Linked DNA regions of Mus musculus: regions 1, 2, 3, 4, 5 and 7 are each linked to region 6. The links are chromatin contacts, called in public HiChIP or PLAC-seq, Micro-C and promoter capture Hi-C maps. All regions are on one chromosome and are shown on one strand. Each heading gives the region's core, a stretch centred on a gene start, on an enhancer-like site or on the middle of the called end of the contact. The rest is flanking DNA. Distances are from core to core; before and after follow the strand shown. Region 1 holds the start of Dhh (desert hedgehog). Region 2 overlaps Asic1 (acid-sensing (proton-gated) ion channel 1). Region 3 holds the start of Wnt10b (wingless-type MMTV integration site family, member 10B). Region 4 holds the start of Gpd1 (glycerol-3-phosphate dehydrogenase 1 (soluble)). Region 5 holds the start of Aqp5 (aquaporin 5). Region 6 holds the start of Kcnh3 (potassium voltage-gated channel, subfamily H (eag-related), member 3). Region 7 holds the start of Racgap1 (Rac GTPase-activating protein 1).

What was found. Promoter capture Hi-C pulls out the DNA fragments that hold promoters and counts their contacts. A called contact is a pair of places that touch in the nucleus more often than the background predicts. HiChIP or PLAC-seq counts read pairs in DNA pulled down with a chosen protein or histone mark.
Region 1: a contact with region 6 is called in a Micro-C map of embryonic stem cells, with 2.3 times the contacts expected there. The contact joins the promoter of Dhh here to the promoter of Kcnh3 in region 6. A contact is called at or near these places in 1 of 39 promoter capture datasets (liver), 6 of 484 Hi-C or Micro-C datasets (all in embryonic stem cells), 3 of 115 datasets of contacts at active chromatin or transcription factors (all in embryonic stem cells) and 1 of 9 other capture datasets (pancreatic islet).
Region 2: a contact with region 6 is called in a FOXA1 HiChIP or PLAC-seq map of pancreatic cancer cells. The contact joins the enhancer-like site here to the promoter of Kcnh3 in region 6. A contact is called at or near these places in 3 of 39 promoter capture datasets (the C10 cell line and liver), 1 of 484 Hi-C or Micro-C datasets (bone marrow-derived macrophages) and 1 of 115 datasets of contacts at active chromatin or transcription factors (pancreatic cancer cells).
Region 3: a Micro-C map of embryonic stem cells shows a contact between it and region 6, with 4 times the contacts expected there. The contact joins the promoter of Wnt10b here to the promoter of Kcnh3 in region 6. A contact is called at or near these places in 2 of 39 promoter capture datasets (embryonic stem cells and liver), 4 of 484 Hi-C or Micro-C datasets (all in embryonic stem cells), 2 of 115 datasets of contacts at active chromatin or transcription factors (embryonic stem cells and pancreatic cancer cells) and 1 of 9 other capture datasets (pancreatic islet).
Region 4: a contact with region 6 is called in an HNF4G HiChIP or PLAC-seq map of pancreatic cancer cells. The contact joins the promoter of Gpd1 here to the promoter of Kcnh3 in region 6. A contact is called at or near these places in 1 of 39 promoter capture datasets (hippocampal neurons) and 2 of 115 datasets of contacts at active chromatin or transcription factors (double positive thymocytes and pancreatic cancer cells).
Region 5: a contact with region 6 is called in an HNF4G HiChIP or PLAC-seq map of pancreatic cancer cells. The contact joins the promoter of Aqp5 here to the promoter of Kcnh3 in region 6. A contact is called at or near these places in 1 of 39 promoter capture datasets (liver), 2 of 484 Hi-C or Micro-C datasets (both in embryonic stem cells) and 3 of 115 datasets of contacts at active chromatin or transcription factors (embryonic stem cells, pancreatic cancer cells and stem cell-derived neural progenitor cells).
Region 7: a promoter capture Hi-C map of neural stem cells shows a contact between it and region 6. The contact joins the promoter of Racgap1 here to the promoter of Kcnh3 in region 6.

Annotation. Positions count from the first base shown.
Region 1 is chr15:98,897,066-98,900,387 of GRCm38.p6, forward strand. Dhh (desert hedgehog) reads right to left here and starts at 1,475. Exons shown (of 3, transcript NM_007857.5): 1 at 905-1,475. The coding sequence starts at 1,207.
Region 2 is chr15:99,677,247-99,680,337 of GRCm38.p6, forward strand. All of the region lies in intron 3 of Asic1 (acid-sensing (proton-gated) ion channel 1), which reads left to right. Among named protein-coding and RNA genes, the nearest start is that of Asic1, 8.4 kb to the left of the region's middle. Within about 2 kb of position 1,380, at least 65 of the 459 cell types and tissues checked have an H3K27ac peak or open chromatin away from gene starts, as enhancers often do. A contact at or near this core is called in pancreatic cancer cells, where this site is marked.
Region 3 is chr15:98,776,076-98,779,590 of GRCm38.p6, forward strand. It overlaps Wnt10b (wingless-type MMTV integration site family, member 10B), which reads right to left and starts at 2,075. Exons shown (of 5, transcript NM_011718.2): 1 at 1,783-2,075; 2 at 815-928; 3 at 443-705. The coding sequence starts at 888.
Region 4 is chr15:99,715,811-99,718,949 of GRCm38.p6, forward strand. Gpd1 (glycerol-3-phosphate dehydrogenase 1 (soluble)) reads left to right here and starts at 1,777. Exons shown (of 8, transcript NM_010271.3): 1 at 1,777-1,838; 2 at 2,342-2,519. The coding sequence starts at 1,798. It overlaps Gm16537 (predicted gene 16537), which reads right to left. Exons shown (of 3, transcript NR_155353.1): 3 at 1-29.
Region 5 is chr15:99,589,064-99,592,387 of GRCm38.p6, forward strand. Aqp5 (aquaporin 5) reads left to right here and starts at 1,965. Exons shown (of 4, transcript NM_009701.4): 1 at 1,965-2,571. The coding sequence starts at 2,209. The region is part of intron 3 of Gm34765 (a long non-coding RNA gene); the gene reads right to left.
Region 6 is chr15:99,223,198-99,226,594 of GRCm38.p6, forward strand. Kcnh3 (potassium voltage-gated channel, subfamily H (eag-related), member 3) reads left to right here and starts at 1,395. Exons shown (of 15, transcript NM_010601.4): 1 at 1,395-1,854; 2 at 3,111-3,344. The coding sequence starts at 1,779. It overlaps Gm46538 (a long non-coding RNA gene), which reads right to left and starts at 2,676. Exons shown (of 3, transcript XR_001781769.2): 1 at 1,950-2,676.
Region 7 is chr15:99,650,297-99,653,793 of GRCm38.p6, forward strand. It overlaps Racgap1 (Rac GTPase-activating protein 1), which reads right to left and starts at 1,360. Exons shown (of 17, transcript NM_001253808.1): 1 at 1,211-1,360.

The DNA of each region.
Region 1 (3,322 bases), core at 225-2,724, 330 kb before region 6:
AGTTGCTTTTCCTCTCCTGCAGCCCAGCTCTCAGATATAAAATGAGGGGTGGGGTGGGATGGAGAAACACGTCTTCTGAGTTTCCTGTCAGACACTCTACAGCACTGGCCATAGGGGCTCTGGGCCCTTCCCTTCCAAGCCATGGCCCACTGAGTCGGCTTGGTTCAGTGCCCCTCTGTAGCATGTACCCCAGAATGCTAGCTGATATTCAAAGCAGAGTCCTCAAGCTAAGGTGAGTTTAGATGGCCCAGAAACCCTTGATTCTCAGGTGTGTCTGTCTGTTCTGAGGACTGTTTTTTGGTCACCCCCACCCCAAAGTCTGTTGTTTAGACCCTAGTATAGGCTACCTTTCCCGTGCCAAGGACAATGGCCACCCCATCCCCAGGTAGATGGTCTGGTCTGGTAACCTGACTCTTGCCCATCTCTTTTCCAGCCCCCTTCTTTTGGCTCACAGAGCTTTTGGACATCAGGCCAAGAGCCAGGCTAAGTGTAAAGCCTTATGCAGTCTACCTATCATAGCCAGCTCCTGGCCCCCAGCTCACCCCAGCCCTTCCTGCCTGGCTCGGTGACTGACCCCCGGTCCACGCCTCAGCCATTTCCCGTCTCGCCTGCCGCCATCCTCCTTTCCCCGCCCTCGCTCCAGCCTCTCCCAGATTCACTCTCACTGGGCAGTTCCTCCTCCCCCTCCCCATCGCAGACTCTCTCCCCATTTGGATACCTCCGAACCACTATCCAGCCACCAGGTTATTTGCTTTCCTGAAGGGTGTGATGAAGGAGATCTCACTTTATTTTATTTTAGTTTAGGGTCTCTGGGGATGAAGGAACAGTTCATCCTCCAGGGTTGTTGTAGGAAAATTGAGGAGCTGGTGGTGTGGTAGAGCAGGTGGGGAGAAACTCTCCTTACCTCTGTCATCAGGCGGTCTGCGCCGCTGTTCTCCTCATCCTTGAAGATTATGTCGGGGTTGTAGTTGGGTACGAGGTCCCGGAAGCGCTCCGACCCCCTTGTTACCCTCCCCTCCGCTGGCCCACTCGCGCCCAGGGTCCGCTCGGGCATACTGGGCACAAACTGCTTGTATAGCAGAGGCACAAGTTGCTTGCGCACATAACGCCGCCGGCCAACCGGTCCTCGGCCCGGCCCGCAGCTCTGGGCAGATAGTGCCAAGAGTGCCAAGCAGCACAGGGGCAACAGACTGGCCGGCAGAGCCATGGGTGCCGTGGACTTGGGTCGGAAGGGAGCGTTCTTGTCCTCACTGGCTCTCCTGTCAATTGGGCATCTCCGCAGGAGCTAAAGAGCACCGCAGATAGAGAAGGTCCCAGAGTACCTGGAGCGCTGTGGCTCTGAACACTTGGCAGCCGCTAACTCTGCCTACATGCCCTGGGGAACCTGGAACCTACTACTGATAGACTACCATTTACAGAGCAGGTGGGTCGAGGGTGAGTGCCAGCCCAGCCAGTCTCTGCTGCCCGGCTCCCGTGCTCCCAGAAACGCCCTGACTCCGCCTTAAGTGGTCCCGGGCCCCGCCCCCCGCCCTTCTCTCAGGGCTGTCCCGCCCCCTCCCACCCGGGCGGGGGATCTAGCAGTCACAACTGGACACCACTGTTCCATTACTCCACTGAAGTGTGTCCCATCCTGGAAACCATGCAGGCACCTGCTTAGGAAATCCCTGAAGCTTTAGAGTCCTGGCTGCCTGGATAAGCATCCTTCTACCTCCGAGTCTAAATTAGGCACCAAACTATCTTCCTGGGCACTAGTCTTTGCTTTCCTAAAGTCTACCCTGGCACGCCATGCCCTCTGCTGTCCTCCGGGAAGTCTGAGTTCCAAGGCCATCCAAGCCCTTTGGGCAAGCCATCAAAGCCTCCCATCTCCGTGCTCCTCCTCAAGTCTCCCCGATTTCTCTCAACACTCATCCATAACCAAGCAGAGATCCCAGAGGATCATTTTCCTTGGTGGTTTTATATCTTCTTGGGAACAGAGCCTGACACAATCCAGTTTGAGACATTAAAAAAAAAAACAAAAACAAAACAAAACAAAACAAAAAAAAACCCTACTGTGTCTGTCTCTGCCAGCACATGCCATAGCACACCTGTGGAGGTCAGAGGGCTTTTGGGAGTCCACCTTCTCCTTCCTCAGCGGGCTCTAGGGATTGAGCTCCGGTTGACCAGGCTTGTGTGGCAAGTGCTTTTACCTGCTGATCTACCTTGCCAGGCCAGGACTTTCCAAGTTTTATGTCCTCTCAAATGGTTGCCAGATACCCACTTTTTATCCCTCCTCTCCTTCTTTTGACAGACTTTACTGTATGTAGTTCAGGCTTGGTCTCAAACTCACTTCACAGAGCAGGCTGACAGCGAATGTTTTCTCCTTTGGCCTCTAGCTTCCCAGCACTGAAATTAGCCATGCACTACCACACCAGGTTTGTGTGGTGCTCGGATCAGAACCAGGGCCTTCAGGGCTCAGCAGTTAAGAGCACTGACTGCTTTTCCAGAGGACCTGAGTTAGATTCATAGCACCCACACAATGGCTAACTCCCTTCTTTCTGTAACTCCACATCCGATGGGGAGGGGGTCCAATGCTGTCTTCTGGTCTCCTCGGGCAACAGGCATACAATTGGTACAAGCAAAATACCCATACTTATAAAATAAAACGTAGCCTGGCGTGGTGGCGCATGCCTTTAATCCCAGCACTCGGGAGGCAGAGGCAGGTGGATTTCTGAGTTCGAGGCCAGCTTGGTCTACAAAGTGAGTGCCAGGACAGCCAGGGCTACACACAGAGAAACCCTGTCTCGAAAAAAACAAAAACAAAAACAAAACAAAACAAAACAAAAAAACAAATAAAATAAACGTTAGGGGTGGGGTGGGGTGTTAATTTCAGCCCTTGGGGAGCAGGGACAGGCAGATCTCTTGTGAGTTGAAGGCTAGCCTGGTCTACAAAGTGAGTTCCAGGACTGCCAAGGCGACAGACACAGAGAGACATCAACAAAACAGAACAAAAGTAAAAACAAAAAACAAAACAAGTATATAAGTTAATTAAAAATAAAATAAAAAGCCAGGATTCAGACATGCCCGGCAAGCACACAACTGATCTTTATGCACTGAGCAACATCCCCATTTCCCTTTGATTGAGATGTTCGCACACAGCCAAGCTGGGCTCATTCTTGCTGTGCTGAGTCCTGGGCTTTCAGGCATGTTCTTCACCCAGCACATCATCTTCTGAGTAAGTTGTCATTTGGAAGCTGCCAAAGGGCTGTGGACACCTAACGTCCTGGTCTGTGGAGGATGGCTCTCTTCTCCTTCCGTTGCCTACCTCCTCCCCCTCTGGGCCATG
Region 2 (3,091 bases), core at 130-2,629, 450 kb after region 6:
CAGTCACAGCTGGTGGCAGCCTCCAGCTGCACCTTATCCATCCCTGGCAGTGGGAGCAGGATGTGGCTGGAATGCTGAGCGGCACCGACGGGAGGAGGGAGGGGGCCTGCAGATGGTTGCCCAATCCGCCCAATGCCAGCCCCTCCAGCTGAGACCCGGAGCCTTTGCCTAGGGAGAAAGAAGCAGGGATTCATGTGTGGGCCTTGGGAGAGAAAGAAGAAACAGACAGTGGGTGTCCTAGAGGTAGGGATGAGGTAGGGGTGCGGTAGGAGCGGTAATCTTAAATAGGGCTAGACACACAGGGCAGGAATCTGTGGAGTGCCCACAAGATCACTCTAGATCCTGAAGCAGGGACAACCCTCTAATAAAGGGGAGGAGTGAAGGAGGTAGGCCTAGAAGGGGACAGGCCTTCCTCAGGGTTCTGAAGGGAGACAAGAATATTCTGGAACACCGAGGGGAGGGAGGTGCTAATCTAAGAGGAGGTGAGATCCCAGAGCTCAGACTGGGGACAAAGAGGTCATCCAAAGCCACCAGAGGCCTAGTGGCGGCATAGCAGAGTGATGGAACACTTGGTTGGCAAGAGGGAGGTATTAGGTCCAGCGACAAAAAGCATACATTTTAAAAATAAGTAAATCACGATTTAATAAGTAAAAATTTTAAAACGGGGCTGGAGAGATGGCTCAGTGGTTAAGAGCACTGACTGTTCTTCCAAAGGTTCTGAGTTCAATTCCCAGCAACTACATGGTGGCTCACAACCATCTGTAATGAGATCTGACGCCCTCTTCTGGTGTGTGTGAAGACAGCTACAGTGTACTTAGGTATAATAATAAATAAATCTTTAAAAAATAAAATAAAACAAGTAATAAGAGCCCGGGAACGCCAATTCTTGGACCTCGGACACTCCTCATTCTCACTGCACCCCACAGAAGCTCAGAAACGTCCTTAGGGGACATGATCCAAGTGGTTTTCTCTCTCTCTCTGTGAGTACGCTGTCGCTGTCTTCAGACTCACCAGAAGAGGGCGCGCCAGATCTCATTACAGATGGTTGTGAGCTACCATGTGGTTGCTTGGAATTGAACTCAGGACCTCTGTAAGAGCAACCGGTACTGCTGAGCCAACTCTCCAGTCCCCAAGTAGATTTATTCCCTTCAACTAGAGTGGGAGTGGTGAGGAGAAGGAGAGAGAGAGAAAGAGAGAGAGAGAGAGAGAGAGAGAGAGAGAGAGATCCTGATGACCCCACCCAAAGGAGTGTGGGCAGGATAAACAAGCACACTTTAAAAGAGTAAAGGAATCCGGACACGCCCCATCCTGCTCTCTTCCCTGGCAAGTACGGGAGCCAAGATGCAGGGTGGGGGAGGAGCTAGGCAGAGCCAATCAGGAACCCAGAGACCCTGGGGACGGGTCTCTTGCTGTGCCTTCCCCCTCTTTTCCCTGCATAGATCTTTGGGTAACTTAGCTCTCTCCCTCTCTCACCCCTCCCCCACCCTGGCTACTCCTCCCAGACTGCTATCAGCTAAGAGGCTACTCTAAGCTAATTGATCTCTCTGCTCTTGCCTAAAGTAATAGGGAATTGATGTAAGTAACTAAGTGCCTCTGGGGGCAGAGTCGGAAGTAAGGGCTCTGAGGAGTGGATGTCTATCTAATGCCCAGCTGCAGCCGGTGGACAGCTTGCTGGGTGATGGGTGCTACACCCCACTGTGTTCTGGAGGCAGAATGCTAACAGACTGGTTGGGGACATTCTGTTATAGGTACAGGTCACTCCTGCATGGCTTCAACTTTGTGGAGAGCAATTGTGATTATGGAGGGGAGGGGTGGGGATATCGCCATATTCCTCCGGTGGACAACCGGAGATTGGGGGTGAGGAAGAGGGTGACAAGTTCCGCCATTCACTCCCCTCAGACAGTCACTTCCAAATGCCAGCTCCTGCCCTGCGGCTAAGGTGTGGCAGCTGAATCTAGACTTCACTCCTAGCCTTAGGGGACCTAGCGAGATCAGGGTAGAATCCTCCCACCCACCTCCTCAGCTGGCTACTCCAAAACCCCCAGGGTTACAGAATGCTTGCTCCCACCGCCCCCAGGCACAGATGACAGTTCTCTGGAGCCTTTAGCCATTAGCCAGCCAAACTGAGTGGTTTTGCTCTGAGCTGTGACAGCCAAGGCTTGCTACCTTCTGGTTGAGACCATATCCTCTTGGGTGGGCAATCTGAAAGGCAGGGCAGGGAAGGCCACAGCAGGGCAGGGAAGGCCACAGCAGGGCAGGGAAGGCCACCGCAGGGCAGGGAAGGCCACAGCAGGGCAGGGAAGGCCACCGCAAGGTGTACCTAGCAGGGCTGGAGGGCTACATGTGAGGTAGATTTCCACCAGACTCCTTTCCCCGTTTCTAGTCCCAGTTACTGTGAGGAGATGGGTGGTGCTGAAGTGTTGTCAAGGGGCAACTTTATCCCCTGCTCCTGGGATAAAAAGCCACTGAGATACTTCAGCCAAGGCTAGGTCTGTATTTAACCCATGTGCAGACGTGGACATCCTTTGTTTTGTTTTTGGTGTTTTTGTTTGTTTGTTTGTTTTTGTTTTTGTTTTTTTTAAGATAGTGTGTCTTAGTCAGGGTTTCTATTCCTGAACAAACATCCTGACCAAGAAGCAAGTTGGTGAGGAAAAGGTTTATTCAGCTTACATTTCCACATTGCTGTTCATCACCAAAGGAAGTCAGGGCTGGAACTCAAGCAGGTCAGGAAGCAGGAGCTGATGCAGAGGCCATGGAGGGATGTTACTTACTGGCTTGCTTCCCCTGGCTTGCTCAGCCTGCTCTCTTATAGAACCAAGACTACCAGCCCAGAGATGGTCCCACCCACAATGGACCTCCCACTAATTGAGAAAATGCCTTACAGCTGGATCTCATAGAGGTATTTCCTCAACTGAAGCTCCTTTCTCTGTGATAACTCCAGCTGTGTCAAGTTGACACACAAAACTAGCCAGTACACAGGGTTTCTCTGTGTAGCCCTGGTTGTTCTAGAACTTGCTCTGTAGACCAGGCTGGCCTCAAACTCAGGTAACTGCCTGCCTCTCCTCAGTGCTGGGATTAGAGGACTAGGCTG
Region 3 (3,515 bases), core at 825-3,324, 450 kb before region 6:
GGGAGCAGGTTTAACCCTTAAACGGTTGGGGGCGTCACCCCACCCCCGCTGAGACTCTGGGGACACCAGCCTGGACTTGTCTGGGTGGAGAGGGAGGGGAGAGAAAAATAGGGGGTTGAGGGGGGGTGTGTTTGAAGCTTCTTGGGTTGGGGGGCATCTCTTGTTCACAGGTGCATCCCAGATCCGAATTAGGTGGAGGCAGAAAAGGGAGGCCCTGGGGTAGGGAAGCAGGGACCCAGCTGCCTCGCCAGCGACGCAGGTGGAAGGCAGGCAGGCAGGCAGAGGCCCAGCCGGTGACCAGATCTAGCTGAGCGCAGCTCCTGGGGAAATTCCCGGAGAGGCCCCTCCCGAAGCCGTGAGCCGGTCCCTTCCCGCCTCCGCGCGCCTCGGCCTGCCCCCCGCGCCTGGGCAGCAGCACACACAGCCGCCCCGTCAGGCTCACCGCGCTTGAGGATGGCGCTGTGGTGCGGCAGCCGGCCGCCGCCCTCCAGTGCCGAGCAGTTCCAGCGCTGGTCGCGCAGCTGGTGCTGACACTCGTGAACGGCGATGTGCAGCCCCTGGAGCGCCGACGCCGTCACGTCGGGGCTGCGCAGGCACAGCCCCAGCTGTCGCTTACTCAGTCCGGACAGGGTCAAGCACACGGTGTTGGCCGTCAGCGGCGGCTCACCGGGAAGTTTAAGGCCCAGAATCTCATTGCTTAGAGCCCTGGGGACAAGCGACAAGGGTCTGGGGTCTAGTCGCACGCCCCATCCCTATCCTCCCTAACCCAGATCGGTGCTTTCCCTCCCCTGGAACTGGATAAAAAAACGCTCACCGACTGAACAAAGCCAAGAACAGGAGACCCGCGAGGCCTAAGGGCGGAGGCCGAGACCGGGGCTCCTCCAGCATGTCGAAGCCCGGAGGCTCCGGTGGGCGAGTCAGTCAGCGCCTGCGGGGACAGGGACATTTGATGAGGACTAGATTGGCTCCCTGGGACCGAAGGACGCTCTGTTTCAGCTCCTTAAGCCACCAATGAAGCCCCACTAGCTTTTTCTCACCCCTCCCCAAACTGTGCAATACTAGTCACCCCTTGACTTCCAGTGTCTGCGTCCTGGAACCTGTCAAAGAGGAAGGGTCTGAGCAGCCCGAGGCCCTCCGGAGCACCCCTGGAGTCCGAGCCAGCCAGACACGACGCAGGGTCCTGGGACACTCACATACCCATTTGAGACCGGTTCTCTCAGACCCTCTATCCCTCCTCACCAACCGCTCCCTCTCTGTGGGCCCCACAACTGATCTGCCCGCCCTTACAGGGTTAGAGGGAGGGATTAGAAGGGGGTTCCCCACCACCTGGAGGGGTGTTGCCTCCTCGTGCTGGCAATACCAGGCAAGCTAGATTAGAAGGGTCCGAGGTCAGGCTCTTGGAACCACTCTCTGGCCTCGGCTCCCACCAGGGGGAAAGTGGGCTACAAAGGCCCCGAGGGAAACCAGGTGCCCTGCGCCAAGGCCACAGATTCCCCATCTACCCCCGCCCCTTTTCTAACTACACGCTCCCTCTGCAGTGCGACACCATCTAGTCCCCAAGGGTCCGACCCCAATTCTACCCCACCCCCTCATTGCCCTCTGAATCCGAAGGCACTTCTTTATTCTGTAGGTATCTCTATATCTGGCTTTCTCAGCGTTGTCTGTGCTCTTGAGGGGGGACGCTTGTCTGTCTGTCTGTCTGTCTGTCTGTCTGTCTGTCTTGTCTGACCGCCCGCGTGCCTGTCTAGTCTCTGCCCTCCCTGTTCTCTCCCGCCCCATTACCTCCAGCGGTTCAGGTGCAGGATCCACAAGGCTCGCGGTTGAGTCACTCGGGCCCGGCTCTTGGGGCTTAAACCGTGGGGAAACTGTCGGGTTCAGCCCCCTCGGCGGAGCAGCATTCTCCCAGCGCCCAGCCACTCCTCTCTGCCGCTTCCCCGGCGTCGCCGCGGCCGCCCGCCGGGAGGAAGGGAGGGTAAAAGGGAGGGAGTGATCCAGATAGCTAGCGAGCGAACCCGCGACGAAGCACCGGGGGCTTTGGCTCTGCTCGACCTAACTCACGGGTGGTTCTGCTCGAGCTGACGGAACTGCGGCCCCTCCCAGAGCCCGGGGCATCCCCACCCCACCCGCACCCCACCCCCTGACTTGACCAGGAGAACGCAGCCGCTCCCCCCCCAAGCGTGTACACACACACACACACACACACAGGACGCCGGGATCACGATTAGCCCCACTCCAGGGGCAAGTGGTCGGAGTTCCACTCACCTGCTCCGGGGTCTCCCGAGGCTGTAGGGAGAGTGCGGTGACCCCAAGGGACCAGGATCTGGTCCCAATGACAGGGTCTTTCATCGTTTTCCTTTGCCTCCGAGAGTGGGTGATTGAAGCGCTCCTTTGACACGCTGAGGACGGATCTAGACGACCTTAGGGTTACTGACGGTCTCTTGAAGAGCCCACGAGCCTGTGCGCACCAGGGCACTCTGAGCCTGCAAGTGAGGAGCCACTGTGTGGCTTGGCTCCCGCCCACCTCAGAGCCTTACGCCTGCCCCTTGGGAGGGCTCAGGTTTGGCCTCAGAATTTGGCCTTGGTCAAAAGCTCGGGTAGCTCCTAAGACCTCCTGTCAGTCCCTATGCTCCCCTTTTCTGGTAGGCATCCGAGATCTCAGGGGTCTCCTCTCCGGAATTCCTGGATGAATGCTTGAGATAACCCAAATGCATGCTCCACGCTCGCGCGTTTGCTGCACAAGAGATGAGGGAGGCCTGAGAGGATCCCAAAGTGAGCCCAACTTCAGGATAGCGGGGGGGGGGGGGGGGGGGGGAGAACCTGGCCTGGGTGAGCCCAGGCAAAGGCACAAACTACGGAGCTCTGGCGGCAGTGAAGGGGTTAGGCGCCACCGCACTCCCGCCTGACTCACCCTCCTAGCTCTAACCACTGCGGACTATTTTTGCCAGAGAGGGGCCTCAAGGCTTCCCAACCACCACCACCCCCCCCCCCGCCCCTGCCAGACCGCAGCCCCAAGCACAGCATGACTGGCCCTGCGCACCCAAGTCACATAGATCCAGAGCCGACCCCCCAAGGAAACAGAAGCACAGGGCTGGTACCCACAGCCACAACCACCTCTTCATTGGTGGTGGCTAGCAGCAAGGCTGGGCAACCAGCCCCTGGTCTACATTCTTGCAAGTCTTGCCTTGTGTTGAAGAGGCATCCCTGGCTAGGTGTCTAGTACAAAGGAAGTTAGGTATCTGGGGTTACTATTGAGTGCTTCCTTGATGAGGGTGCTGGAGCCCTAAGCTAGACCACAGCGGGAGGTGCTCTTTCTGAGTCCCCCACCTCTGGAGTAGGGAAAAGGCAGCCCAAGAGCTCCTTCCCATTTAGGGGAAGAAGGCCAAACCATGTATAACTTCTGAGATGGGCCAGCACTGTCTCAGTAACTTCTACCCTACTCCAGAACCCAGGATCCTCACCAGTGCCCCATCCTCTCTCCTGCCTGTCAGCCTGGGACTCACCCAGGCCCTGGAAGG
Region 4 (3,139 bases), core at 527-3,026, 490 kb after region 6:
TGGGAGGCTAGCTCTGCATCAGGCAGAATCTGATAGAAGAAAAACAACTAGCTATTGATTGATTTCAGTGATTCTCCCCATCATTAGAGACTGCCTGGCCGCGAGACCATGATAGGCTGCCTCTGTGTAATCCCCGAGCTGAGAAAAAGACATGCTTCCAATCCTGACCTCCTACCCACTTCTCCTCGCCGCTGGTGGCATTGGTGACACTCCCCTCTAACCTAGTGCTGATTACTGTCCCTGGCCAGGGGCAGCCTGGGGGGGTGGGTGGCAACACTCCATTAGTGGTGTGCCAAGCCAGGAGGTCTGCACATGAGCATACAGTGGCGCCTGCCCTGTGGGTCAAGGTGCAGCACTGGAGGGCGAGAAGCCTGCGCTGCGCTTTCCAGAGTGACTTGGAAACCCGAGTTCCTCCTCTTAGTCAAACAGATGTCTGTGGGTGCCATGGAGCCCAAACTGCTGGATATGGGCCTGCCTTTCTCCCCCTCCCCCAAAGCTACACACCCACACCGGCATCAGAGACCACAGAGCTGCGGAGACATGGCTACCCTTGAGTTTTAGAGGCTGCTGCTGTAACTGGCTTCTCTGGCCCTGTCTAGAGACTGTAACCAGCTGTTTAATTTAAGGGTCCCTGTGGGATAAGCAGAGCCTGAGAGAAGAAATTGAAGGGAGATCAGGCTTATCCAGGAGCATGTGCTGGCCACCACCTTCTGCCCTTCCTGAAGCCTGGAAGGAGTGTGGGTGGGCCACGTGTCACCAGTGGCCTTTGACCTTCCTTCCCTTTAGAGACCTTCAAACGGAGATTATCTGAGGTGAAGGGGCAACCTGTGGGTCCCTGACCTGCAAGTAACCAAGATGACCTTGTTATTTTTAGTTTTCCAAGACAGGGTTTCTTTATGTAACCCCCCCCCCCCCACTATCTGGGAACTCACTCTGTAGACCAGGCTGGCCTCAAACACACAGAGATTCACCTACCTCTGCCTCCTGAACGCCAGGATTAAAGGTGTGCACCACTATGTCCATTTTCTCCCGAGATATTTTAATCCTTGGTCGGGGTGGGGGTATACACCAAAGCAGCCCCTTACTGTGTATGTGGTATTGTAGTATTATTCCCTAGAAGGTGCTCACATCCCTTGATCCTCTCACCCAGAGCCCGTGGTGGAGCTACCATCATGGGACATCATGGGAGTGGAACAGCTGAGGATCTGGGGGAGGCACATGCTAGCTAGCGAGAGCGATGAGGCGTTTGCCTTTGAAAACATCGCTGTTGCTGACGCTAGTGCTTTTTTCTCTCTCTCTCTGAAACAGACTAGCCTCGAACTCATCGAGACCCTCTTGCCTCTGCTTCCCAAGCGCTGGGGTTAAAGACATGCACCACCATGCCGAGCCCTGTCAGTTGCAGTTTATTTCAGTGCTGGAGACTGAAGGCATAGCTGGGGGGGGGGGGTGTGATAGCTGGGGGGGGGTGTGATAGCTGGGGGGGGGGGGGTGTTACTGTTTCTTGACCAGACTCAATACCAATACGTAGGTGGAGAACTAAGCCGAGGCCAAACGAGGGAAGAAGCTGGCCAGCACTGTCAGCTGGGAACTCGAGAGGAAAAGCTGGCCTGGCCTCAGCCTCAGTCCTGTTCTCCACCTGTCTGTCCCCTTTACTACCCTTTCTGCAGGCCAGACTCCTAGTCCCTGGGTGCCAGCCTCTGGGCCACCTCAGGGGCGGAGCTTGGCTGCACCCACGTGTGGTGGAGTTAAATACTCGGAGCCCACACCCGCCGGGGCAGAGAAGCAGCAAGCAGCACCATGGCTGGCAAGAAAGTCTGCATTGTCGGCTCTGGCAACTGGTGAGTGGTTCTGTGAAGGGCAGGGGGGGAGGGAAGGGCTCTCCGAGGGCTGAGGGGCTCCGCGGAGGGAGGCTGGGTGAGCAGGAAGCGGGCAGAGGGTAGGAAATGCCCTCAGGAGCCAGCTGGACTCCTGCTGCCGTCTCCAGTGCTTACGGTACACAGGACAGTCTGTGCCCAGCCTCCCGGCTGTGCCCGCCTGGGCGCTGCACCTGTTCACCACAGGAAGGTGAGCAGAGTGCTGTTGCCTTCCCTGCCTGAGAAGCTGCCTGCGCGGTGTAGGGAAGGCTAGCCCACCTCCCCAGCAGCAAAGACTGGATAGATTGAATCTTCTATTGCCAGTTGTGGGAGACACATTCATCATAGGGGACCAGGGTGGGAGTAGGGGGGCGGAGTGACGTGAGAGTGAGAGGCAGGAGGTAAAAAAAAATCCAACAAGCTTTATGAGTTCCTCCCCCTCCTCCCTGTCACCCTAGTCCACTTTCCTGTGTTTCCTCTCCCGCCAGGGGCTCAGCCATTGCCAAGATCGTGGGTAGCAATGCAGGCCGGCTGGCACACTTTGACCCACGGGTGACCATGTGGGTGTTTGAGGAAGACATCGGGGGCAGAAAGCTAACTGAGATCATCAACACTCAGCACGAGAATGTTAAATACCTGCCAGGGCACAAGCTGCCCCCCAATGTGGTGAGCTCCAACTCGATGTGAGAAGAGAGAGAGAGCGAGGCAAGGAAAGGGTATACTCAGTCAACACGCAAAAGTGACTTCGAGGTGCCTCCTTCCCAGAGGAGGGGAGGAGGCCACTGTAGGCGCCCGCTGGCTTGGTGGAGCAGCAGGCGGGGTGCTCTAGGCCTGGAGTACCCCTCCCCCATTAAGCCCCTATATTACTCTTTTGGAATCTTTCTGGAATCTGAATGTACCACCCCTTAGAGGTGCTAGGTGGAAAAGAGGGGTCTCCATGGCAACCAAAGGCTGGTTCTCAGGCTCCCGGACTCGGGGTCCAACTTCTCCTGCCTGCCCTGAACTCTAACCCTGTTACTCATTCACTGGTTATTAGCAGATCTGAAGGCTGATCATTGGACTTTTGGTCTTTGGTCAAATCCATATGGCATTCTCCTCACCTAGAAAGGGGGGACAGAGAGTCCGCAGGGAGACTGGGGCTCCCACTGCCAAGTTCGGGCCCCTAAGACGCAGCAGTGATGAAATCTTAGTTGGCCTCTTCCCCCTGCCAGGCCTAGGCTGCCTTTGGCAGTCTTCACTGACCCATAGCCAAGGGCTAAACGTGTGGCAGCGTGGAGGCAGGCGTG
Region 5 (3,324 bases), core at 715-3,214, 370 kb after region 6:
TCCTTTGTTAGCTGGGAAAGAGAAGGCTCAAATTCCCAGGCAGCACATGAGACCAGCCCGCTCTAAAAGGACAGATTGTGAGACCTATGGATCCAGGAAGACTGTGCCTGGGCAGAGAAGATGCATTCAAAAAGAGGGAGGGTGGCCGGGGAAGGAAATTGAGTTGCAGCCACAGGAAGATGTCTGGCCTGAAGGTCTCTGATCCTGGAGGCACTGCCCTGCTCTGCTGGGGGCATAGCCCTGCGACTCCGGAGAAAAGAACAGTCCACCTGACCAGGGCCGTTGGGGAAGAGCCGCTCAGCAGGAAATGCCAGGCAGAACGGGAACAATAGTGGGGTTTCTTTGGACCCTGTTTTCTTTGGCCTCTTAGCTGCCACCTGGCCCAAAGTTCCTCCTCCCCGTTCTTGCTTTTCCTTAGGCTCCACCCTCAGCCCCTGCTGGACACGTGTATCTTTTCTCTTCCTCTGTTGCACCCTAGGGCTCAATTACCCTAGGAGGCTTTTAAAACTGACCAAGACATGAGGTGACTTTCCTGGGCCTTGCTCTATGGCTGGTACGGTGCAACGGTGCAAAGTGCTCAAACACTAACCGTACGGGGTAGAGGGAGTGCAGCTCTTTTTCTGGGATCCTGAGGATGGGTCCTTGCCCTGCCCCCAAACCCTAGAAGGTCCTCCCTCCAATCTCCTTCTACACATGCCAAACCTGCGGAGGGGGAAGGTGGAGGGTTGGGAGAAGCAATGGAGAGGGTCTGGAAGCCCAAAGAAAAAAAGGACAAGAGGAAGCTGGGAACTAGAAAAATGTGTTGGCCAGTCCAAGAGTGCAAGGACTTGATGGAGTGGGGGTGGGGACGAGAAAAACCAACTGTATGAGTGTGCAAACTAGAAAGTGAGATAGGCCGGCAGAAACAAAGACCTGCAGATTGAAAGAGGCTAAAGGCAGGCGAACTAGATAGAGCTAGAAACAGTAATGGACAGCTCGTTTTAAAAAAAAGGAAGAAAACGTAGAAACGAAGAGTCAGAGAGACAGGCAGAAAGAGGAAGACTCAGAAGTCAAAGGGTGATAGACTGAGGAAAAGAGACAAGGCTAAAAGACTGGTGGGGAGAGGGCGCAGAAACGCAGGAACACATGGAGGGAGAGGGCCAGAGACACAGAAAGAGACAGAGAGACAAAGAGAGGTGGGGATGGGGGTACTGAGACTGTCACGTTGGGAGAAAGACCAACAGGGACAAGAAGCAAACAGCCACTCCGGAGGTCTAGTGTGACTAAAGTGATGGAGTTCTGGGTTGAAAACAGAAGAGGCCAAGACCCTTTCCTCTGACCCCAGTCTCAGGCACTTCCCTAAGCCCAAACAACCCAAATTGATCACCACCCCAGGGTCCCCAAGGGCTACCACTGAGAACGCCTCCTAGAGCCCGCTGCCTAGAGGCACCGCCACACGCGGCGTCGAGGATTGCCGAGCGCAGAGCAGGCTGGCACTGTACTCCCGATCCAACGCCCCCGCTCCTGCCGGGCTGGACCGGGGAGAGGCCCACGATCGCCGAACCGCCCCCGCCACGGGCGGATAAGGAGCTAAGAGGCGCTGTCCTCAGAGACTCTCATCACTCTGACCCGTCCGTGGGTGAGACCGACCGGGTCAAGATGCTCCGGTCGCGCGAGCCCAAGGAGGAGAAAAGGGGAAGGCTGCCGGCCGGCCCCGGACGCCGGTAAAGGCCGGCCGGAGAGGGACTTCCAGAGCTCGGTGCGAGAGGAGAGCCGGGACCGCGCTCAGCCGCCAGGAGAGCCCAGCACGCACGTCGACCAGGAGGGCGCGGGAGCAGCGCTGAGCGCACGATGCGCGCGACCCAGACCGCCGGGCCAGTCTACACTGCCGCGTGGGTCACGTGGCCCGGGCGGGTCCGCCGCTGTGCGGCCGGGGGGCCGGGGGTGCGCGGGGCGGGGGGCTGCGAGCGCGCGCCCGCCAGGCTCGCTCCCTGCGCGCTGCGCTGGCCTCTGGGCGCGGGAGCCGCCCCCGGCCCCCCCGCGCTCTGCCCGCCGCGGGGCGCGCGCCCTCTATATAGCGCGCCCCTGCCCGGTCCGCGCCAGGCCGCCTGCCACGGAGTGGGCACCGCACGTCGCGCAGAGCCCCGCAGACAGACGCCCGCCGCTGCCAGCGCCGCCCCGACGGCCGCCCCGCGACGCAGCCGCTGCCACCGGGCCCCCAAGGCCACCATGAAGAAGGAGGTGTGTTCAGTTGCCTTCTTCAAGGCCGTGTTCGCAGAGTTCCTGGCCACCCTCATCTTCGTCTTCTTTGGCCTGGGCTCGGCACTCAAGTGGCCCTCGGCGCTGCCCACCATTCTGCAGATCTCCATAGCCTTTGGCCTGGCCATAGGTACCTTGGCCCAAGCCCTGGGACCTGTGAGTGGTGGCCACATCAATCCGGCCATTACTCTGGCCCTCTTAATAGGCAACCAGATCTCTCTGCTCCGAGCCATCTTCTACGTGGCAGCCCAGCTGGTGGGTGCCATTGCTGGAGCAGGCATCCTGTACTGGTTGGCGCCAGGCAATGCCCGGGGTAACCTGGCCGTCAATGCGGTGAGTGTCCACCAGACTGTGGAGGGATGGGCAGGGACCCTGGGGACATTTCAGACCAGACCTTCCATGCTCCTCCATCTTGAGAATGGGTACAACCAAAACACCAGGGCATAACTTAGCCAGTAAGAGCAGGCTGACCAACCTCCTGGCCAACCTCAGTGCTCCCGGGTCCTGGCTTCTCTTCACATTCTCCCTCATCTACCCCTCCCTCTCCTATGCTGCATTCCCTGGCCTAACTCCCCAGGGCCGCCAAAACATCCCTTCCATCTCTAATCTCACCTGTGACTTCTTTCTTGTGACCCCCCTTGGTGGTGTAGTTTTAAGGGACCCACCAAGGAGCCATGGATAGTGATGGATGGAGGTCTGGAGCAACCGTGATCTCCCTGGGCTTCCAGTTTACTACCCATGACATGGAGGTGATCAGAGCACAGCCAGTGCCCTGGGGATTACACTTAGAAGCCATGATGTGATGCACCCCCAGTGCTGGCTCCCCCTTTTGTAACCCCTGCTCCTGCCCCCCTGCTGTCTCTCCATCTTTGCAGCCCTAGATTCAGCCCCCTGTCCCATGTGAACTGGGCTCATTAATCAAACACAGAGGAGGATTTTCTCGGCCATTGTCAAGCTGTGAGTCAGACACACTGGAGAGACGGGTTTGAAGTTGGCACCGGCAGCGGGTCAGGCATGGATAGGAGGCCAGGGGCTGTTTGCAGTAGGCAAACTGGGCAGCTGCCCACAGGAGGGAGGGTAAATGCC
Region 6 (3,397 bases), core at 145-2,644:
CTGAATCACAGAAATGTTAGTAAGTTGTCTTACAAGAAAAGGATTATCTCCTGGACAGCGAGTTCAGAGCAGTACTTAAACCCGGCTCGGCTAGCCGAGTTCTGCAGATGACGCTTTCAACAACAGCCTCGCCCTGGCTTAAAGTGAGCTTTAAAATATTCCTCTGTTTAGCGGGATGCTATCTAACTCCTGGAAAGAAGGTTGCTGCGAGGACTGGAGGGGTTACTCTTTAGCCCTGACCCATCAGGAGTCGGGAACCATATCTGCGGACATTTCAGGCTCGCCTGGGAGCTGGATTTCAGGGTGCAGCAGACTGGGAGGGGGGGACTTCCTCCCTTTCTTCCCAAAGCTCCTGTTCATTTAAATACAGGTGCCTTGAGCTTGGGCTTTACTAGCTGCTGACGGGTAGTTGGAGCAGGGTATACTCCTCTTTCCGACGCTGGTGGCAGTGGGTGTGTCTCCTGCAGGGGAGCAGTGCTGAGCTCCGGCTTCTTCCATTGGAGAGCAAATTGCAGTTTTGGCCCCGGCGGCTTCTCTGGGCGCGGGCGGCAGCCGCGCTCACTGGCAAATCGTAGGAGGGAGGAGGAGCGGCGCTGGCAGGAGAGGCCGCGGGGACGGTCGCGGCGCGCGGGGACAGGGACAGGAGACGGCCGTCCGCCCCTGCTTTCCGCCTCCTCGCTGGAGGTGCGGGCTCCGGGGAGAATCGAACTCCGCGACTAAAGGGGGGGGGGGGCTAGCCAAGCACACACAGGGTTCCTGGACCAGCCTCTGACCCTCCCGCGGCGACAGAAACTTGAGGAAATGCGTGGGGCGAGCGGAGGGCTTGGAGTTCACTTTCCCAATGCGCCCTCTGCGCTCCGGGGTCTCGCCCAAGGCATCTGGACCTCACTCTAGCCTCAGGTTTCCTCAGCTCCTGCTTCCACTTTTCAGGGGAGCCGAGCCGCATCCGGGAAAGGCTTGACTGAACCCGGGGGGAAAAACAGGTTCAGAAGCCTCCCTTTTAGAGAACTCTGCATAGTCAGCGCTCCCCGGGGGCCCCAAACCTTCAACTACTGGACGTTCCCCGCCACCTAGTCGCCAGTTCCCGTTCTCATGACATTATTCTCGTTCCGAAACACATCTACAACACACTCACACACGCTCACGCCCCCAAGCCTTCCTCTGATCCCTCTGCAGGAGAGAGAAGCCCGAGGCTGTCAGGCTGAGCCCACCCGGCCCGGGTTCTCGCCTTAGGGAGTCTGGCAGCGCTAGGGGGCGGCAGCCTTCCCTGCCCCCACCAAGGTCCCAGGGGAGGGGGATCCCTCCGCAGGAGGCCTGTCTCTTTAAGGAGGCGGCCCTGACTGGGTGTGCCCCGTCTCCATGGTTACCCCGGTGCAGGCGGCGGTGCGGGAGGTAGGCTGCCGCTTCTCCCCGACAGACGGAGGGAGCTGCGGGGACCCGGCGCTGAGCCGAGCCCAAGCGGGAGCCACCCCGCTTGCAGAAACAGGAGCCGCGGGCGGACCAAAGGTGCAGAGTGCGCGGTGGCCGCGGGGCCTGCAGCCCGGAATCCGTGGGCGGCGAGGGGTCGCGCGCGCGCCATGCGCCCAGCCCCGACGGTGCGGACGCCCCCTTGTGCGCCGGCAGCTGCTGGGGCCTGCGAGCCTGGGCCGGGCATAGCCCCCCGACGGCTACTCTAGGGGGCGCGGGGCCCGGCGGGGGGCGGCCGAGCCAGGCGCCCTCCCCCGGCGCTGAGTCCCCGCGCCCCGGAGGGATGGGGCGGGCGGCCCCCGCCGCCTAAGATGCCGGCCATGCGGGGGCTCCTGGCGCCGCAGAACACCTTCCTGGACACCATCGCCACCCGCTTCGACGGGACGCGTGAGTCAGGCCCTAGCTCCCTAGCTTCCGGGCAGTAATCCACTGTCGGAACTGCCACCTGCTGCTTGGTGCCCACCAGCCATCCCCTTCCTCACCCCTCTTGAAGCTAGGGCCATTCTCTCCTTCCAGTAAGTGAAGGTTTCCCGGAGGTTTTCAGGGTCAATACTGTAAGATGTCCCTAGGTGCGGGACCGGGATGAGTCAATCTGATCCAGCCTGTCTTATCCTCAGACCTGGCGCGGTTGCAAAGGCCGAGTCGGGTGAAGCGCGGAACCAGTCCTGGTGGACAGCGCAGAGGGCTCACAGAGCCCAGATTTAGAAATAAGATTTGCAAAGGAAGGTAGAGTAGGCGGGATTCAGCAGAGAACTGTGTCTGCAAGCGTATCGCACAGTCTAAACCCGTCGCTTGGAATGCCCACCCGGCCCCAAAGAAGCTGAGCTCCTCTGAGCTCGGGAGACTCACATCCGGACTGGGGAAGTTTGGAAAAGGCAACTTGAGCTTCCAGATTCTGAGTTCCTCTGGCTCTGAACACAGGGAAGTCGTGAAAACAGGGTCCCTCCCCCTCTCGCTCCAGTGGGGCTTCCCAGTTCTGACAAGCGTTCTCCCTCCTGTTGTAGACAGCCTGTAGGAACTCATCACAGAGCTCCCCCACCCCCCAGGCTTCTCCATCTGCTTTGGGCTTGAAGCCTGCTGATTCAGCACCCCTCACTCCCCAATACATTCTTGGCTCCAGGCTCTGTTGTTCAACCACTATCCACACACCGCCATTCTTGATGGCGTTCAATAGTCCCTGAGCCAGGGTGTGCAGCGAACGGGGCATCGGATGCATGGTGGCCTGCTTCCCAGACCAAGCGGTTCTCCGTGGGAGGAGCCACACAGCCAGCCTAGTTATCTAGTTAAGGGATGAACCTGGCAGAAGCCGAGGTGGGCCCAGAGCAGGTGGTACAGTCTTTTGGAAATCTCCAGCCCCACCCCTTACTCAGACTGCTCAGGACACTGCACAGCAGTGCCTACACAGGACTGCGTTCAGCAGTCCGCACTGACATGGTCCTCTCATGCACTCCTATGCATTCAGCTGGGGACCCTCCCTTGAGGACACCGATACCCAGGTGTGCATGCTAAGCCTCATTCATGAACCGGTCATGACCAGCATACACAGCTTCCTTTGGGGACGAAACCCCACGCTTTGGTGGGGTTTGCAAGTAGTTTGAGAAGCGGGGCTGGTAGGTGAAGGTGCCCTTCGCATTCTCTTGCAGACAGCAACTTCGTGCTGGGCAACGCCCAGGTGGCGGGGCTCTTCCCTGTGGTCTACTGCTCCGATGGCTTCTGTGACCTCACGGGTTTCTCCAGAGCTGAGGTCATGCAGCGGGGCTGTGCCTGCTCCTTCCTCTATGGGCCAGACACCAGTGAGCTGGTCCGCCAACAGATCCGAAAGGCCCTAGATGAGCACAAAGAATTCAAGGCTGAACTGATCCTGTACCGGAAGAGTGGTAAGGCACCGTGGCACCAATTTACCTTCAGTGTCACTATGCTGGACAGGGCA
Region 7 (3,497 bases), core at 110-2,609, 430 kb after region 6:
ACCTACCTTTCATCAACCCAAAAGCCAAGTTGACCAGCAGACAGCACTGAAGTCTAACACAGCATAAGAGTCCCTATCTTTACTGCACCCTGGCAGCCTGACATGCAGCCTCATCAGTCCACAGAGGTTTTAAAGGTTAGTAGAAGACAGTCTTACGTGAAATTACATGTACAATTGTGCTGGCCTGTAGCTCAGCTGATACCATGTCTCTCTAGCATGACAAGCCCCTGGTTTCTGTCCTCAACACAGCAAATACTGAGAATGGCAGATCACACATGTAATCTCCAAGTTATCCTGTAATGCCTGTAATCCCAGCACTCCAAGGACAGGAGGCTCAGAAGTCCAAGGTTATCCTTGGCTACAAGAGGCCAGCCTGGGCTACATAAGACACTACCACACATACACGGAGTCCAGTTTATTTAGGAGTGATAGAACTTTAAAAGGTAAACAGTAAATCCAATAACCTTCCGATACACTATTGGGAGTACTGCAGTCAGTCTCTCCCCCTCTTCCTCTCTTTCTTCCTCTCTTTCTGAGGCACAAAAACAAAGCTCTCATTCCAAGGGAAATGAGTGAGCCAAATATAAGTGACCCTGGCTAGTGAACATGAATCCAGAATACCAAAATACTACGTTGTGATATAACCATTCTCACTACGTTTTATAGTTAAGAACAAGTCTTAGCTTTTCTGTTGGTGGAAGCTGTTCATATAAATTAATACACCCCAAAGGGTTTCACATGCAAATCACAGAACAGTAGGTAGGTCAGTGACAGAGGTGGGCAATAAATTATTAAAAGGGGGGGGGGCCTGGAAAAAAAAAATCACCCGAGATAGGCTCCGAATTTGCAACATTCCAACTCTCCACAACTAGGGATGTTCTAATGAGCCTTGTGGGAGACAGCCTAGAAGGTAGAGGCTCTCCACGTCAGGCCGCCGGGTTCCCCAAACACCTGATTTCTCCCTCAAAAGAGACTGTTCCTCGGAAAAGGGTATGAGGGGGCTCTCCCCGCCATTCCCACGCCCGGCACTGGGGCTCGCCAAGACCACCTTGAGGGAACCACACCCGCACCCGGCCGGCCACGCCTCAAAAGGACGCCCCGACTTTGCAAGGAGCGCCACGCCGAGAGCAGCCGGGTCCCGCCGCCCCCTCCCCTCGCCCGCCTCCCCGCCGCCCGCTCGCTCGCTCGCTCGCGACCTCGACCGGCTTACCGAGGCTCCCGGCCCCGCGCACACGCAACCCCGTCCGGCCCGCGGCGCTCACTCTCCGGCCGCCGCGCCCCAGGAGGGCTGCTGTCTACCAGCGACGCGCCTCACTAACGGCAGTGTAAAACCGCGCCGCCAGATCCGGTTCAAAATCACGCACCAGCCAATCACAGAGGAGCTCATAATCACGAAGACGCAAGTGTCAGGGCCAGGGGGCGGGCGCAAAACGGAATGGGCATGCGCATTACATTAGCGAGACGCCCGAAAGGCGGCCATTTTGACTAAGGGCACACACACAATTTTGCGGGAGTAGTGGGTGTTTCGTGGCCCGTGTAGGACTCACATTCCAGGCTCCAGCTTCCTTTCTTGCAATTATCCTAATGACCTGTTGACTAATTGCATATTATTTCTTGCCTCCTGTTTCCCCACGCAGTCAAATAGGACCCTTGGAAACTAATAACTGAATAGTTTTCGGGTCTCACTGTAGAATAGGAAGAATTCCAGAAGGAGACAGAGCAGCAATCATTTTAACCATATTTACTGAGCTATAATTATCCCTCCATTCATTCACGCATTCATTCAGACTTCTATTTGATGCACAGTAAGTATGCCAACTTCATAGCAAGCACTCTGCTAGGAATCAGAAAAAAATACCGATCATGTGGTCTCTGCTTTCCAGTAGCTATGAATGGGGGAAGACAGCTCAAGAAAACAAATAGAAATGCAAAATGAAGTGTTATAATTCCATTTAATAAGTGGCACTTAAAATTTGGCGTCGTATTGGTACAGAGGCTTTGAAACTTTGAAAGATCTGGACCCAACATCAGAAATGCCTTTTACGTACACCAGCAAACTATTCATCTTAATCTATTAGTGTGTTCCCAATGTTTCTGTTCCTTTTTTTGTTATGTCTCTGTGTTGGTGTCCCTTCCTTCCTGAATTTACTAATTACTGGTAGGTGTGGCTACTAGCAACTTGACAAAATACTGGCTAGCTAGAGTTTACTAGAAACAGTGATCCAGGTACACCCCTTTAACCCCAGCACAGCAGAAGCAGATTTCTGTAAGTTCAAGGCCAGCCTGGCCTGCCTCAGAAGTCTAACCACCAAGGGAACTGAGCCCTTCCTCGAACTCTTTACAACCGTGGTATTTTCAAAGGCAGTTCTGGGTGGGTGTGGTGGCACACACCCGAAACCCCAGCACTTAGGGCGTGGAGGCTGAGGGATTAAGACCAGCCTCTGCTACTTAGTTTCACACCAGCCTAAAACAAACAAAAAATCAGATCCAACCATGGCTCTTCCTTGCTGAAAACCATTAACCGTTTCACTTCTCCTCCTTAAAAAAAGATCAGGGTCTTTAACAGGGCTCCCCTAACCTGGGCTTCCGGGCTCTCCAGCTGCCCCTCCTGACTCCCTCCTGTCTACAGGTCCTGAAGTGCACCAAGCTACTCTTAGCATCCAGCGCTTGCAGAACTCTTGCTGTTCCGTCTGCCCCAAACATCCTTCCTGCCCATTCCCCCAACTTCATTTGACTAAGTCCTATCTGTCCTTTGGGCAACTTGAATTATTATTATTATTATTTTAATGCTTTCTTCAAAGGAGTCTATGCTGCCTGCCTCTGTGTGCTTTTGCTATAATTTCTAGCTCCCTTCCTCCTCTGTGTGAGTTACCTCATCGTTTTCTGATTCTTCTAGTTACTTTTGTAGGGCCTTCCACGTGCTGTGCTTTGGCTCAGGCATCTATAAGTGGAAACAATGTCTGACTCTCGGGGCCTTTCAGACATCCTTGTAAAATGAAGCACATGTCCCAGTACCAAGTATCTGCTCAGTAAATACCCCCTTGCTTTGCTGGCCAGTCCATCGGCTTCCAGAGAACCGCAGTAGGACTCCTTTGATTTACTGCTGCATTTAGCATGGTAGGCAGCCCCAACAAAGTCATTCAAGTGCAGGTGAGTTGAACTCTACCAGATGGTGGCAGTATTCCATCCCACCACCCAATCTACATATTCCAAACGATGTCCGGTGATGGGCCGGCTGGAGTGGGGGTGGGTGGGGCGGGAACGGGATGGAGACACTGCCCTCCAACCCCTCCACGGAACCCAGGAGCCAAGTATCATCTCACTCAGCACCTTTTGCCTGATGCACCAGACTGGTGAGGACCTCCAAATTGAGTTTTGAGCATTGGGAGCTGGGGTCCACTTGAACTGGGAAATGCAAAGGCTCCAGTTCCAGGAAGCATAGGGTTCGATCCTAGCTCTGCCACTTACGGGAGGCGCTGGCTTTTAACCTGGTTCTT